Linked DNA regions of Mus musculus: region 1 is linked to region 2. The links are chromatin contacts, called in public promoter capture Hi-C maps. All regions are on one chromosome and are shown on one strand. The core of a region is the stretch at or near the end of the contact, and the rest is flanking DNA. Distances in the headings are between cores, read along the strand shown.

The links. Promoter capture Hi-C pulls out the DNA fragments that hold promoters and counts their contacts.
Region 1: a promoter capture Hi-C map of pre-B cells shows a contact between it and region 2. The contact joins the promoter of Cog7 here to the promoter of Lyrm1 in region 2.

What each region holds. Positions count from the first base shown.
Region 1 is chr7:121,979,821-121,986,915 of GRCm38.p6, reverse strand. It overlaps Cog7 (component of oligomeric golgi complex 7), which reads left to right and starts at 5,223. Exons shown (of 17, transcript NM_001033318.3): 1 at 5,223-5,499. The coding sequence starts at 5,331. It overlaps Gga2 (golgi associated, gamma adaptin ear containing, ARF binding protein 2), which reads left to right. Exons shown (of 17, transcript NM_028758.2): 17 at 1-194.
Region 2 is chr7:119,891,976-119,899,255 of GRCm38.p6, reverse strand. Lyrm1 (LYR motif containing 1) reads right to left here and starts at 3,395. Exons shown (of 4, transcript NM_001285959.1): 1 at 3,366-3,395. It overlaps Dcun1d3 (DCN1, defective in cullin neddylation 1, domain containing 3 (S. cerevisiae)), which reads left to right and starts at 3,511. Exons shown (of 3, transcript NM_001163703.1): 1 at 3,511-3,698.

The DNA of each region.
Region 1 (7,095 bases), core at 3,974-6,473, 2.1 Mb before region 2:
TGTGTCAAGTTTACATAAAACTAACCAAGCTACATCCTTATCCCCTTGTTCTAGCTTTAAACCAAACATTTCCCCCCAGATATTTGGATATACACATAACTGGCCATGGTTGGGTCTTGGAATTACAGGTGGGTTCTTTTCAACTTCATTTCCGTTTACTGAAATTTCTAAACCAAATAAAGCTGAATTTCTTATGTTTAGTGTCACTGTTTTGATGGGTATTAAACATGATTCAAAATTAAAATATAAAAGGTGGAAATTCTGGGCTGGGGCGATGGCTCTTCAAAGCACTTGCTGTGCAAGAGTGAGGCCCTGAGTTCCATTCCTAGAACCTACATAGAAAAGCTGAGTGTAGTGGCAAGCACAAGTAGAGAGAGTACAATCCCCGGCACTGGCGCTTGCTAACCAGCCAGTTGGTGCGTAGCAGGCCCTGTGAGACCCTGTCTGAAAAAGTAAGGTGGATGGTGTCTGGGCACAGGAAATTGGTCTCTGGCCTCCACAGGTACACATATGCACACATACGGAATAGAAGTTCCCTCATCTGCTTTCCAGAGCCACACTAGGAATGCTAAGCAGACGATTGTGACACTAGATAGCTGGGGGAGAGTAGGTACACCAAGAGCAAAGGATGGCTCAGTCTCCTTTCACCTGAGCTATAAACCAGGTGTCTTTAGTTCTCTCTCCCCCACCACGCTTGTTTGTAGGATCTGCCTGAGAGTCACCTTCGGTCTTTTCTCTCTCACATGCACCCTCTTGAGCAAGCCACCTAGTCTGCCTTAGCACTGTTTTATGTAGCACAGGTTGACTTTGATCCCCTTGCCTCTACCTCTCACGTGCTGGGATATAGGTGTGTACCACCACAGCTGACTCCTTATACTCTTGGTAACAATGTTTAAAATGTAGTTAGGGGCCACCAGATGGCTCAGCAGGTGCGGTACCTGCATGTGTCAAGCCTGACCACCTGAGTTTGATTCTGGGAACACGAGGAAACACTGAGTGCCTCAAGTTATGACTTCCACACAGAGTCTCACTGTAGCTCGGCTGGCTTGGAGATTGTTATATAGACCAGGGTGACCTTAAATTCATAGCGATCCATCTGTCTTTGTCTCCTTAGTGCAGGGATTAAAGATGTGAACCACAGAGGCAGGTGGATTTCTGAGTTCGAGGCCAGCCTGGTCTACAGAGTGAGTTCCAGGACAGCCAGGGCTACACAGAGAAACCCTGTTGCAAAAACAAAACCAAAACCAAAAATGGATGTGAACCAATGTGCTCCACTCAGCAATTGTTTTGACATGGGCAGGTGTGGAACTTCCATATAAAGCTAGTTCTGGCTGACTGAATTTGTGTTAAAGCCAGGAAGTAACACTCAAGTGTCCCTCACCACTTAAAAACAGAAAAATCTCTTGAACGTAGGCTCTTTGATTCAGAATGACCTTGAACTCTTAGGTCCCAAGTGCTTGCATTAAGGATGTCCACCACTATGTCTGGCTTATCCAGGTCCATTTGGCATGTCTCAAAAAAAAAATTGTTGGCTTGGGGCCAGAAAGGTTAAGCGTATGCACTGCTCTTGCAGAAGACCCATGTCTGGAGGCTAACAACAATCCGGATCTGTGATTCTCTCTTCTGGCCTCTGCATGTACCTGAACTGATGTTCACAACTCATAAACTATACATATACAATATTAAAATTAAATATTTTTAAAAGTGTAGGCTTAGGGTCAGGACTAGGAGACAGACTGACATGTTTCTAAGGAGCCGCTGGCAGCATGGACACATCTGAAAAGGTCCCTGGGGAGTGAGGGAAAGGTTGGTGGGACCTGAGGGGTCTCTGTGTCGGGAGGCTGGTGCTTGAAGAGGATGGTTTGTGGTCACTATTTACTGGGGTTTCTCACTATTCCCTCTCCCTGCTGCAGAGGGCATCTTTGTTGTGGGAGGCACACTGGAATGACCCAGAACCACCATTTATCAGCAGAGAAGCTGCATTCCCTGCCTGAGGTTGTGTCAGGTTTCTGAGTTACTGGAGAGCCCAACTGACCACATAGCCCTAGCTAATCTCAAGACTTCATTCATAAGAGCTCAGTATAAAGGGAACGCTGGGTCAGACTTGAGAATGGTTTAAACTTGGAATGTGTTCCCCTTCTTAGTTTCCTTTTCTGTTCTAAGCTGTGGGAATTTAAGGCAGAAAGTTTATTTTAGCTTATAGTTCAGTGTAACAAATCAAAGCAGGAAGATCTTGAAGCAGGCGGTCATATTGTATCCATATTCAAGAAACAGCTAATAATCAGCCTGGCTTTCTCCATTTTATAAGGTTCTGGACCTTCTTGCCCATTGGAAGTGTCCTTCCCACAATGAAGCTGGGTCTTCCTTCTTTGATTAACATAATCAAGATAGTCCCTTACCCAGGCTTGGTAACACATGCCTTTAATCCCAGCACTCTAGATGTAGAGACAGTCTGATCTCTGAGCTTTGAAGCCAGCCTGGTCTAAGAGATGATCCCTCGTAGGCATGTCCAGAGGCCCATCTTCTATGTGATTTTAGATCCTGCCAAGCTGACTGCCCTAACAATCCACCCCCCCCCACAGCTTTGTGGATGTGGAATGCTATAGAAACAGTGTAACAGCCACTGCTGTGAGCACATGCTGCTCTTTCAAGGACCCAGGTTTGGTTCGCAGCATCCATATTGGGAGGCTCACAGCTGCCTGTAACTCCAGCTTTAGGGGATCCAATGTCATTTTCTGGACTCTGGGTACATCCATTCATAAGTGACCAAACCCACACAGAGATATGCATATATACACATAATTAAATCTTTAAAAAAATAAATCTTAAAAGAAGAAACAACAACAACAAAAATAGCCTGGGCCTCAATGACACCAGTGGACACATAGCACAAAGAAAATATACTCAAAAAATTAGCCAGGTAAACCAGAGAACAAGCTTTGTTTCAGAGATAAAGGTGTACTTGATGATGATATTAGGTTAGTACTTAAGGAAGATAAAAGTTACAAATGCACATATACCTAATATCAGAGCCCTGAAGAACCTGAAGCAAAAATAAATGCAGCTGGGCAGAAAAGTGGCAGTACAACAAGATGAATTCCACCCGTGGGTTGGTTTGTTTGTTTTTTGAGACAGGGTCTCTTTATACAGCCCCTGGCTGTTCTGGAACTCACATTGAGGACCAGACTAGCCTTGAATTCCCCTTGGCCTGCCTCTGCCTCCTGAGCATTGAAAGGTGTGTGCCCAGCTAACAATAATGAGTTGGAAACTTAGTCTTTCAGCAGCAATTGGTGGGACAACTCAGAAGATGATCAAGGACATATGTTTTGAAGGACACTAATGATCATCTTTACTAAAATACATGGAACACTTATTCAATGACTGCATATATTTCTTTCTTTTCTTATTCTTTTTTTTTTTTTTTTTTTTTTTTTTTTTTGAGACAGGGTTTCTCTGTATAGCCCTGGCTGTCCTGGAACTCACTTTGTAGACCAGGCTGGCCTCGAACTCAGAAATCCACCTGCCTCTGCCTGCCGAGTGCTGGGATTAAAGGCGTGTGGCACCACACCCGACTATATATTTCTTTTTTGCTGTTTGGTTTGTTTTTGAGACAGGGTCTTGCTACGTATGCCTAAATGATTTCAAACTTAAGGAATCTTCCTCTTTCTGCATCCCCAGTGCTGGGATTGCAGGCGTGTATCACCACATGAAGTCAGACATGTGATTTTCTTCCTCCCTTCTCTGCTTCCTCTTCTTTATATTGAATATTCATGTCCATAGTGCTGTGTTTCATAAAGACAATCTACCTAACTGTACTATGCATTTTACCCCTGTTCCCTTCTGCATATCTTCCCTCTTTCCCACCTCCACCTTCCATTCTTTTTCCTCCCGTGTCTTTCCTCTGCTCTCATGTTAGATATTCTTTTAGGTGTTTATACAATCTGGATCCAGAACTGAGAGAAAACGTGAACTTCGTCTTCTGGCTTCTTTTGCTTATTACCTTTAGCTGTATCCATTCCCCACAACACCATGTCCTCCTTTTGGGTACTGTACATATTTTTAAGTGCACATATACTCTTCTCCATGACAGACAAATATTAAGGCCATAGCAAGTCTCTGTACATTTAGAACAGAGTCATAATATGTGTTCCTGATACACGGAATTAAATTAGAAACCAACGCTAGAACATGCAGTGGTGGCTTAAGCCAGAAATCCCAGCATGTGGGAGGTTCGATCTTTGAGGCATGGGTTTGAGTTCTAGGATAGAAGAACGGAACCCGTCTTTAAAAACAACAAACAAACAACAACATCCTCACAACAACAACAACATCCTCTACTTTGCTATACTAGACAAGAGCAAAAAAAAAAAAAAAAATCGGAGAAAGAAAGGAAGAAGGAAGAAAGGTAGAAAGAAAGAAAAAACCTAACTAGTAAAGAAAATGATGGAAAATGAGTGGAAGAATTGGAGGAAAAGTAATTTTTGAAGATTATTGAAGATTACTGAAATTAGACCAGAGTTAGGGGAGACCATTATCAAATCTATAGAAATCTATGAGGAGAGATGGTCCAGCGGTTAATAGTACTGGCAGCTCTTCCAGAGGACCTGCGTTCCACTCCCAGCATTGATAACCACATGTAACATCCCACTTCCAGGAGATCTTTCATTCTCATCTGGCCTCTGCCCGCACCAGACAGGCAAGTGGGTCACACACATACAGAGGCAAAACACTCCATATAAAATAAAATAAAATTAAAAAAAAAACCAAACTGCTGCCGGGCGTGGTGGCGCACACCTTTAATCCCAGCACTCGGGAGGCAGAGGCAGGCGAATTTCTGAGTTCGAGGCCAGCCTAGTCTACAACGTGAGTTCCAGGACAGCCAGGGCTACACAGAGAAACCCTGTCTCAAAGCAAAACCAAACCAAACCAAAAAACCAAAAAACCAAAAAACCCAAACTGCTGTATGCATTTAGTGAGGACGGAAAACTAGCAACATTACTCCTACATACAGAGTTTATATTTCTCAGCTGCTCCCTTCTCAGACGTCAATCTTCTAGTCTTGAGGAAACACGCGTTTACTTAGTTTACTGCTCGACAAATAAGAGCAGAAAACGAACTGTCGTACCTGTCCGGACTGCGCGAAGCTCGCTGCTCTAACAGGAACAGTTGCTATGGTAATAGGCACCGACTTCCGGAAGAAGTACGGCGCGCGACGAGGGACATTCGGCCTCGGCGCGAGTGCGCTGACGGGGCGGCAAGTAAAGCTTGGTGGGTTTCGACGGGTGTCCCGAAGGCGGTGTCGCTCGGCGCCAACCCGGAGACCGCGCGCCATGGACTTCTCCAAGTTCCTGGCTGACGACTTCGACGTGAAGGACTGGATTAATGCGGCCTTCAGAGCCGGCCCCAAAGACGGGGCGGCGGGGAAGGCGGACGGTCACGCAGCCACCCTGGTAATGAAGCTGCAGCTGTTCATCCAGGAGGTGAACCACGCCGTGGAGGGTGAGCCACGCAGACGCCCACCCGCCCGCCCCGGCACCCGACTGCAGGACCGGGCCCAGGGGCCAAGCCTCTCCTTTGGTGGGAAAGCGAGCCCTGCAGTAGTCTGAGTTAGGTCTAGGCTTTGGTGTTCACGTCCGACGATGCCATAACATTTCCTTTAAAAACTAAAAACTAAAAACAAAAAAAAAACCCCAATAATAATAATAATAACAATCTGGGAGTGGTGGCGACCGCCGTTAATTTCCGCACTGGGGAGGTGGTGCTGGACGGTCAGGAATTCAAAGCCAGCTTCAGTTGCAAAGTGAGTTCGAGGCCGGCCTAGGCTATAGGATCGCTCTCGCCGGCTCTCGCACGCTCTTTTACTCTTCCTTCTCCTTCCCCCTTCTTATTTACAGTCTCACTCTGTCGCCTAGGTTCGCCTCAAACTCGCCTTCTGCCCCAGCTTCCCTAATTCTGGCATTACAGATATGTGCCCCCCCCCCCCAAAAAAAGCTCTTTGGGTTTGGAGTAATTGCTCAGTGGTTACTACTCTTGTAGAGAACCTAAACTTAATTCTCAGCACCCACATCAGTTGGCACACAACTACCTGTAACTCCAGTTCCATGGGATTCAGTGGCCTCCTTGGGCATAAACACTCACATGCACATACTGACACACAGACAAACATGGGTGAATGTAATTAAAAAATAAATCTTGAAAGAAGGCCTTTTGGAGGTGGTGGGGTAGATAGACTCTCATGTAACCCATACTGGCCTTGAATTTGCTCTATGATGGAGGGTGACCTTGAACTCTTGATCTTCATGCCTTTGATTCTGAAATTCTGGGATTATAGACATGTTCTGTCATGCCTGGCATAAAGAGTCACTTTTGAGAGCATTTAATAGTTAACTGGTCCTAGTATTTAGCAGTATATGAGAATGACACAAATCCATTAATATATCTTTGTAAGCTAAGGAAGATGGGCCATCCTGAATGAAGACTTTAACTGTGTGTGTGTGAGAGAGAGAGAGAGCGAGAGAGAGGAAGAAAGAGAGAATGAGAGAGAGAAGACGAGAGAGAGGGGGGGGAGAGAGAGAGAGAGAGAATGAGAGAGAAAGAGAGAATATATGTTGCTGAATCAGTGCTCCTCCTTGCTGCTTCACTGTGTTGAGGACACAGTACCACATAGATAGCCTGGGTTATGGTGCTGCAGCTTGGTTTCCAGGCATATTTTCCCCACATCTGCATGTGTGTGGGAGCAGCGAAAAAGCAGGCTAGTGCTTCTTAGTGGCTCCTGGGACCCACATCCTCGTGTTCTGAGGTGTTAAGGATGCAGCCATGGGCCCTGTCCCACACTTACCAGATAAGAGGCTAGCCGATGCTAAAACATGCTCAGGCCTAAGAACACAGGGCTAGCAGGAAACTGGAGACCGTGGTGTTCATGCCTCTAGTCTGTTGCAGTGGGCTTCAAGTTTAGCAGCCAGGTCCATTTTTTATACATATATCCTCATGGGCCCCTAAACTTGTCAAGCACCTGGGCTTTGTGTGTGATTCCGTCTTCATGTTCATCACTATGGCAACCACAGCACCTAGGGAGAACGGCATTTACCTTATGAA
Region 2 (7,280 bases), core at 2,146-4,645:
AGGCAAACACGTATCCTAAACATAGATGCTCCTTAACTTGCAGACAGTGCTAGGTTGTGATAGTCTCCTAAACTAAAATCATCTTAAATGGAAAATGTATTTAACACAGTTAATCCATTCAATATCACTGCCTAGCAGCACAGTACACTTACTGTAAAGTCTTGGTTCTATTTGTTTGTTTGTCTTTTGAGACAGGGTCTCACTATTTAGCTTTTGGCTGCCCTGAAACTTTGAATACAACTTACAGAAATCCTCTTGCCTACAAAAGTTAGCCAGAGATGCTCAAAACCAGTTATCCAAAGTCAGGTGTGTGACAGATATAAGGGAGAAACTGGGAACAAGCCAATGGTAGAGACGACAATTCTCCAGCAAGAATCTTCGCCCCTTCAGAGCAAGTAGGAAAGTCAGAGAGCCCACACACTAAATTCCTCCTTTGTGACATCTTGTAAGAAACTAGATTAGAAAGTTGCACAAAGTCTTAGGTGGACATTGGGTGTGTCCTGCCACACCTTTATTCCCAGCTCTGGGGAGTTCAAGGCCAGATTTTTACAGATCAAATTCTAGGACAGTCATGGCTACAAAGAGAAACACTTTTGTTTCAGAAGAACAAAAACAAACAAGGTTTTGGTGACAACACTGGTCACAGCTGGAGATCTCTTGCATTTGACTTTACAGCCAACTATTTGAAAGACAACAGCATTTTGCACCAGGGACCTGTTTTTAGAACATTCTCCAAGGACTCTCTAGTTACCAACTGAGGAATTTTATTTATCAGTCCAAATGGCTCCTCACTAGCCTGTCCCAAGAGCAGAAACAATGATTGTCTGGCTTTACGAGTGAGGAATGATTGGCACTCAGAGAGGCCTTAATTTTTTTTTTTTCAGTGTTTCAATCCAACATTGAACAAAAGAACAGTTTATGGTAAAACTCTTCTGTCTGATTTACCCAACAGGGCAGAGACCAGCCACATGCAGCTACTGAACATCTGGAATATGTGTCTAAGAACTGTTATTTAAACTTAGTCACATGTGTTAAGTAGCTACATACAGACAGCAAGGTTCTCAGGTCAATTACAAATCAAATGTCAGCTTGGGAGTGGGTGTGAGGGGAGATGCTTATGGCTCACTTGGGGCATAAGCCACAAACAAAGGATAAGCAACTCTGCAGTTTCAGCTGTGTAGGATTCTAGGAACCTCAGACTGGTGTTGCCAGACTGTCCGATTTTCCTAATGAAGCCAAAAATCTGGATTCTGATGTTCAATTTTTAAAAACTGGCAAGCATAGTCTAAGAAAGAAGAATTTAAATCATGCTGCGGGCTGAACACTATGCTTGCAGGCATTATCTGTCTTGCCAGCTTGCAACTTTTAATCTAGGCCAACCCTATCAATTCGAAGAACAGGACCTTTTCCAAGGCCACCCAGCAGATCCAAGAATGAAACCCAGCCCTTCAGATACCCTTTTCATTGAGATTCACTATGTGAGTGGCATCGGTAGCAGCAGGGACAAAACTCCTTTTGTAAGAATTCCAAGGCTGAGATGGGTGTGGTCGTGCACACCTTTTAATTCCAGCCCTCCAGACAGGGAGGCAGAGACAGGTGGATCTCTTGAGTTTGAGGCTAGCTCGGTCTATAACACATGAGAAAGAAAACATGCACAATCACACAACAAACCAAACAAGAATTCCAGGGCTGGTATCGTATAAGGTGTTCCTACGAAGATATGACAAAATAGATCCCAATGGGCTCATGTAAACCAACATTTATCAAGGAAATCAGGAGTGCACACACATTCTTGTACACCAAGTCCAAAAGCTTTGACAGCTGGGAGAGCAGGAAGAGATTTGAGGCCCTCAAAAGGTGACTCTCACTGATTGTGAGGGTGGATACTATTGTTTAACGATATTAAGGGGGACTCCTTATTTTTGAGGTGTTCTTATTGAGCTTCCTACTGGCTTGTACCCTTCTTGGTGGTCTCTAAATGTGAGATCTAAAGAATTTGGGGCTCTTTCTCATCTACTACCTATTCCAGGGTCTAGGAATAAACCCCACATTTATTATCTCCAACCATGACTTGTCTTCCAGCTTGTCCGTCTCATTTCTGGACATCTTCATGGGCTGTAAAATGACTCTGGACATACGTTCCAGAGAGCATAGGAGATTCCTTCCCAAACTGTTTTCTCTAGAGAAACATCTTTGGTTTCACATTCTCCCATACATTTCGTATCCAGTTCAGCATTCAGTCTGGAATGCTCAAGCTCCCAAATACATTATGAATCAATTCTCTTAATTTCCATGTTTCCACCACTGTCATCTCTCATGGCCTTAGCAACAGCCCTTTAACTACCTTCTTTTATCCAGCAGCAATTTTTTTAAATGTAAATTAAGGTTTGGTCATTCATTACACTTCAGGGAAGTAATACAAAGGCCAAAACCTTGCTATTTCTGCAACTCCAAGACTTCTTTCTCGTCTGCCTTTTGTTTAAAATGTTACCCACAAGGCAGTTCCTTCTCCCATTCTCTTTTCCTCTTAAACCTGGAAGAGGCCTTCTCACCACACCATTCAGCTTCTGGGGCAGCTGCTATTCTCTGCATTCATTTACTTATTAATGAAAAGTTCAGAAACAAGACTTCCTTCATTTTGTCATTTGCTCATCTTAGTAATGAAACTAGCCTTCATCATCACCTGAAGTCTGATTCCTACATCCGGGATCGTTTGGGTGGCCTTTCTCAAGGCCAGCACCTCTCCAGCCTCCTACAACTGCCCCGTCGCCTTCCATTTATAATCGAAAAGTCTGAAGGGTCCCAGGCAGGATCTCTCCCACGTGCCAGTTCCCTTAGGCAGGTCTCCCGAGGCCAGCAGCGATGACACCAGTCGCCCTCGCGAGGCTGGGGTCATACAGGCGCGTCTCCTAGCAACCCCACACCGGCATCTCATCCCTGGCCCTGGGAAGCCAACCCCTTTCCCCAGTCCCCCGCGACTGGAGCCGGCGTCTCCATCCTTACACTCACTCAGCGTCACTCCTGCTTTTCCCCACCCACAGGAGCCGGCTGGGAAGAGGCGGTGCCAGGAGCTCTGCCGAGCCTTGGCCACACCGGGCTGTATCCAGCAGGTCCAGTAGGCCAGGCCGGGCCAAACCACCGGGCGGACCGCTGTGTTAGCATGAGGCCCAGGTTAGAGGTCGTCTCAAACCTCCTGAAACTTCCAGATTTAGCCGACTCCCCGCCGCACTCAACAACTGAGCTAACCTCCCTCTCCTCCAGCCTTCCCTTTCACCCTTTCGTTATCCCCTTGCCCCATTTCTAGTCAGAAAATGGCCTGGCCCAGCTCCTAGCCCACCCTCCGCCGCTCCCCGCCTTGCCCTTACTTGGAGACGGCTTCGGACGTCCTCGCGTACGTCGTGACGTCACCCTCCTCGTTCCTGTCCCCGCCCCTCTCCCATTCTCTCCCTCCTCGAGCCAGCGGCCGGCGGGGTTACCGGAAGTGATGATGCAGGAGGCAATGGAGGGGGCGGGGCTTCGGGGCGGCCGCCGCCGGTGGGCTGCAGATGAGGAGGAGGCGGCGGCCGCGGTGGCAGAAAAGGCGGCGGCGGCGGGGGTAGGGAGCCTGGAAACGCAAGCGGGGATGGTAGGTAGTTTGGACCCGCCGGGCCGCCGTCGTTTCCAGAAAGGGTTTGACTGGAGGAACCTCTGGAGCAGCTGTGAGTTTGGAGGGGGGGAGTTGAGGAAAAGGGGGGAGCGTTGAGAGATGAAGGGGCGGGGGTTCGGTTCCTTCGAGAAAGGGGGTGGTGGTGGAAAGGGAGGAGTGCATATCAGCGCCTTGTCTGGACTGGTCCCTCTGGAAGAAGAGGCTGTGAGGGGAGCCTGTGGCTTGTCAAGCGCAAGGCTCCGAAAACTTACCTACTGTCCCTGCCTGTCCATCGCCAGCACCCCTCAATCCCGGGCCTGGGGACCTGGGGCTGTAGATCCCCGGGGAGGGTCTGCAGACTCTGAGCTGAAAGTCCAGGGTAAGAGCCGTGAGGTAGGAGCCCAAGGGGGAGGTGGTGGGTGAATCTGCAGCTCCCTCCCTGATTTTTCTCCCCACCCCCATCCTTTTCTGTAATCGTTAACAGCTCTGGAATTAAGGGGCTCAGACCTGAAGGCCTTTCAGTGCACCTTTGCTATAAACGATAACCATCTGTGCCTGAGGTAATGGGGCTGGAGGGTTTGCCTATATCCTGTTTAGGAAGTGGGACGGGATGACAAATGTATTGTTTTTTCCATCCCCATCTCTTATCTCCCCTCATACACACCTCTGTTTCATACTTTAATTCTCTGTGGTTAAGTGGCAGTCGTGGACACCCTCTCCCCTTTGTGGCACTTAGTACCTCAGCTACCTCTTTTGAATTTGGTGTTCAGCCTCTATCCCAGCTCCTAACTGCAAGCTTTGTAGTACTTCAGTTATGGTCTGTGTCACATTGGGGAGTACCTCACAACGCCGCCTGGCTCCCGATTATAATGAACATTTTCTTTTATGAATACTAGAATTCCAGAGCTCTTCCAAGGCATCATAAGTGGCTTCATAGCCCAGGAATCAAGGTCTCTCGCTCTAAATACTTTATATGTGAGGAATTTACATGTTGTCAACTCTTTCCAAAAATGATTTGATGTTAGGCTAATTCTGGATTTCTGTGTTTCTCTCCACCCACACTTCATGATGCACTTCAGAGAACAGAAAACCCTATATTACTGTTTTTGTTTCTACAGTTGGACAATAGCTCTTTTATGCCTGTCTCGATTTGTATGTCTTACAATCAGCTTGATTTTTTTATCTTATTTAGCCGATGCCTTGTGTATAGGTGGTCGTAGAAGAGACAGTGTGATATGTGCTTATGCTTTTAGCAAAACACAGTGCATAATGGGTATAGAAATGTCTGAAAAAAAAGAAAGACTGATTGGAAAGAACTCTCTCATATTGTTTAAAAAACAAACAAACAAACAAACACCCCATCATGAGTAAGTAGTGCCTCTTCTAGGCTGTCAGAGATTCCAGAGTGAAGTGTTAATGAATCTTGTTTTGGTGTTGATACATTTTAAAAGAAGAAATTCTCTGTTAATTATGGAACTGTCTTTTAAGAAACTTTATGCGTTAAGAAAGAGTGCGAGATTTTAGGGGTCCTTTGACTAGAAAGTGCAAACGTGTTGCTCTTTAACTGAATTTGTTGTGCAGTATCACTAGGCTTATCATAGCAGATGTTCTGATGGTGGGAAGAGAGTCCCATCGCATTTATCAGGGCCCGATAAAACAGAAGACTTGACGCCTTGATTGTACAAGTAATGATGTTTATTACAGAAATATAGCAGAAGAGTTACTGCTAGCTGTCTCACTTTAATTCATTTGGAACCTAGTTTGTCATTCAATGACAAGTCCAAAATTCATTCAAACTGCTATTAAAGTGCTAGCCAGTGTTTCAGACAGTGAGTGTACAAAGGTGAACACAAGCAAAAAGGGTCCTCTCTCAAGGAGTTTATCAGAGTGGGAGGTGAGGACAGAAATGATAAATCAGCAAATCTGATTTTGATTGTCAGCAAATCTGATCTTGATTGAATGCTGGAGAAAAATGAGTGATAGGCTAGAGTGTGTGCCTGGAACGCAATGGAGGGAGACCTTCCTGCTTAAACAGAACTTTAAACGAAAAGGAGCCAGCCATGCAGAGATGAAGGGAGAACTCTTGGAGGTTTAGGGAACAGCTTGTGCAGAAACTCACTGGAATGAACTTGGCAAGTTCTAGGGACAAGAGAGTGGGGGTGGGGTGTAGATTTAGGGAGTAAAAAGTTGAAAGAAATAGGGTCAGAAGAGTAGAGTTGGGGCTTATTAGTTAGACGAAAGAAAGATGAGTAAGGAGGAGGAGAAACAGAAAGAGTCCTTTTGGTTCATTCTGTTGCCCTTCCTAGAGCATTTATGATTATTTTTGCACGTTCTTTTGGACTGTTAGAGACAAAGGGAGCTCACCTAGCTGAGAGGAGAGGGCATACCTGGTCCCGTAAAATATTTTGCTGTATATGCATAGTAAGTACTTTGAATGTGTCCTATATCTTCCATCTCCGTGTAAACTTAAGGGTAAAGAACTGGGCATGTGTTAATTCTGCTGATGACCATCCAAAGCTGAGCTTCTTTCTTTCTTTCTTTCTTTCTTTTCTTTTCTTTTTTTTTTTTTTTTTTTTTTTTTTTTTTGCTTTGGCCAGGCAGCATTTGTGTTGCAATAGTTCTGCACTTGCCTTGGCCTCCTAGTGAGTAATAATATTCCACTGAGAGGTAGGTTGGTACTAAAAGTTCACTCTGGATTACATTAGATAAGGACTATTGTGGGGCCCATTTCCATTCTGTCACCATCTTTGGGTTGGCAGTAACTCGGGTGTCACTACTTTTGCCTTCCGTTGGGGGCATTCATCTCCAGTTCAACCTTATGTTCAACAGAGAGGCCTTATCAATATATCGCTTGGATTTGGCCCTCTTGTGCTGTATCACATTAGGCGAAGATGAAATAGTATTTTTCTTCCCTTCTCAACCTCACAAAAGTGACTGTAGCATTCTTTGAATCAGTCTTTTGAGCTGTGTATTTGAGAGGCATAACTGTTGCTTAGACAGTTTATAGTAAACCCAGTCTTAAAATGTTACATGAAACCTTTTGGTGTTTGGTAAAGACAAATCAGAAACAGTAGCCCCGTCTCTTGGGTTATGTTTTAGTACTTTACTGCTACCTGAAAGTGGCTCTTCAGAACTGGGTGGAGCTTTCTGGGTTGTCCTGGGGTAAGGGAGGATGCAGCCTGTTTGAATGCAAACAGCAGATCTTAGTTTGCAGGTAACTGACTAGTGTGAACTCTTAGGACTTGGCATGTATTAAACAGCTTGGCCTTGACTTTGTGTGTTATTACTGGGCAGACAGTGCTCTATTTGGTGTTAAGCAGTCTACTATCCCTCTTCATGTCAATGATTTATTACAATTCAAGTACAAAAATATCATCTAGGCTGACATTTCATCAGCTAGTTTGTAGGGGATAGAGATGTGAGTGGGGGTGGGAGTGTTGGGGGGTGGGGAACTTGAACATGTTGAGAAGCCCTTAAAACCGTACATCGACTGCTAATTGTGTTTGGGAAATGAATCTAAATCTAAGTGAATTTGGAGTCTTGGAGCTGAAGTGGCCTTTTGACCTAAGGTGCCAGTCAGTTTGTTTCTTAGGGTTTGGGGAACTTTGAGCACATTCTAATTAAAGGTGAAAACCCAAAGAACCAGTTGGTGCCA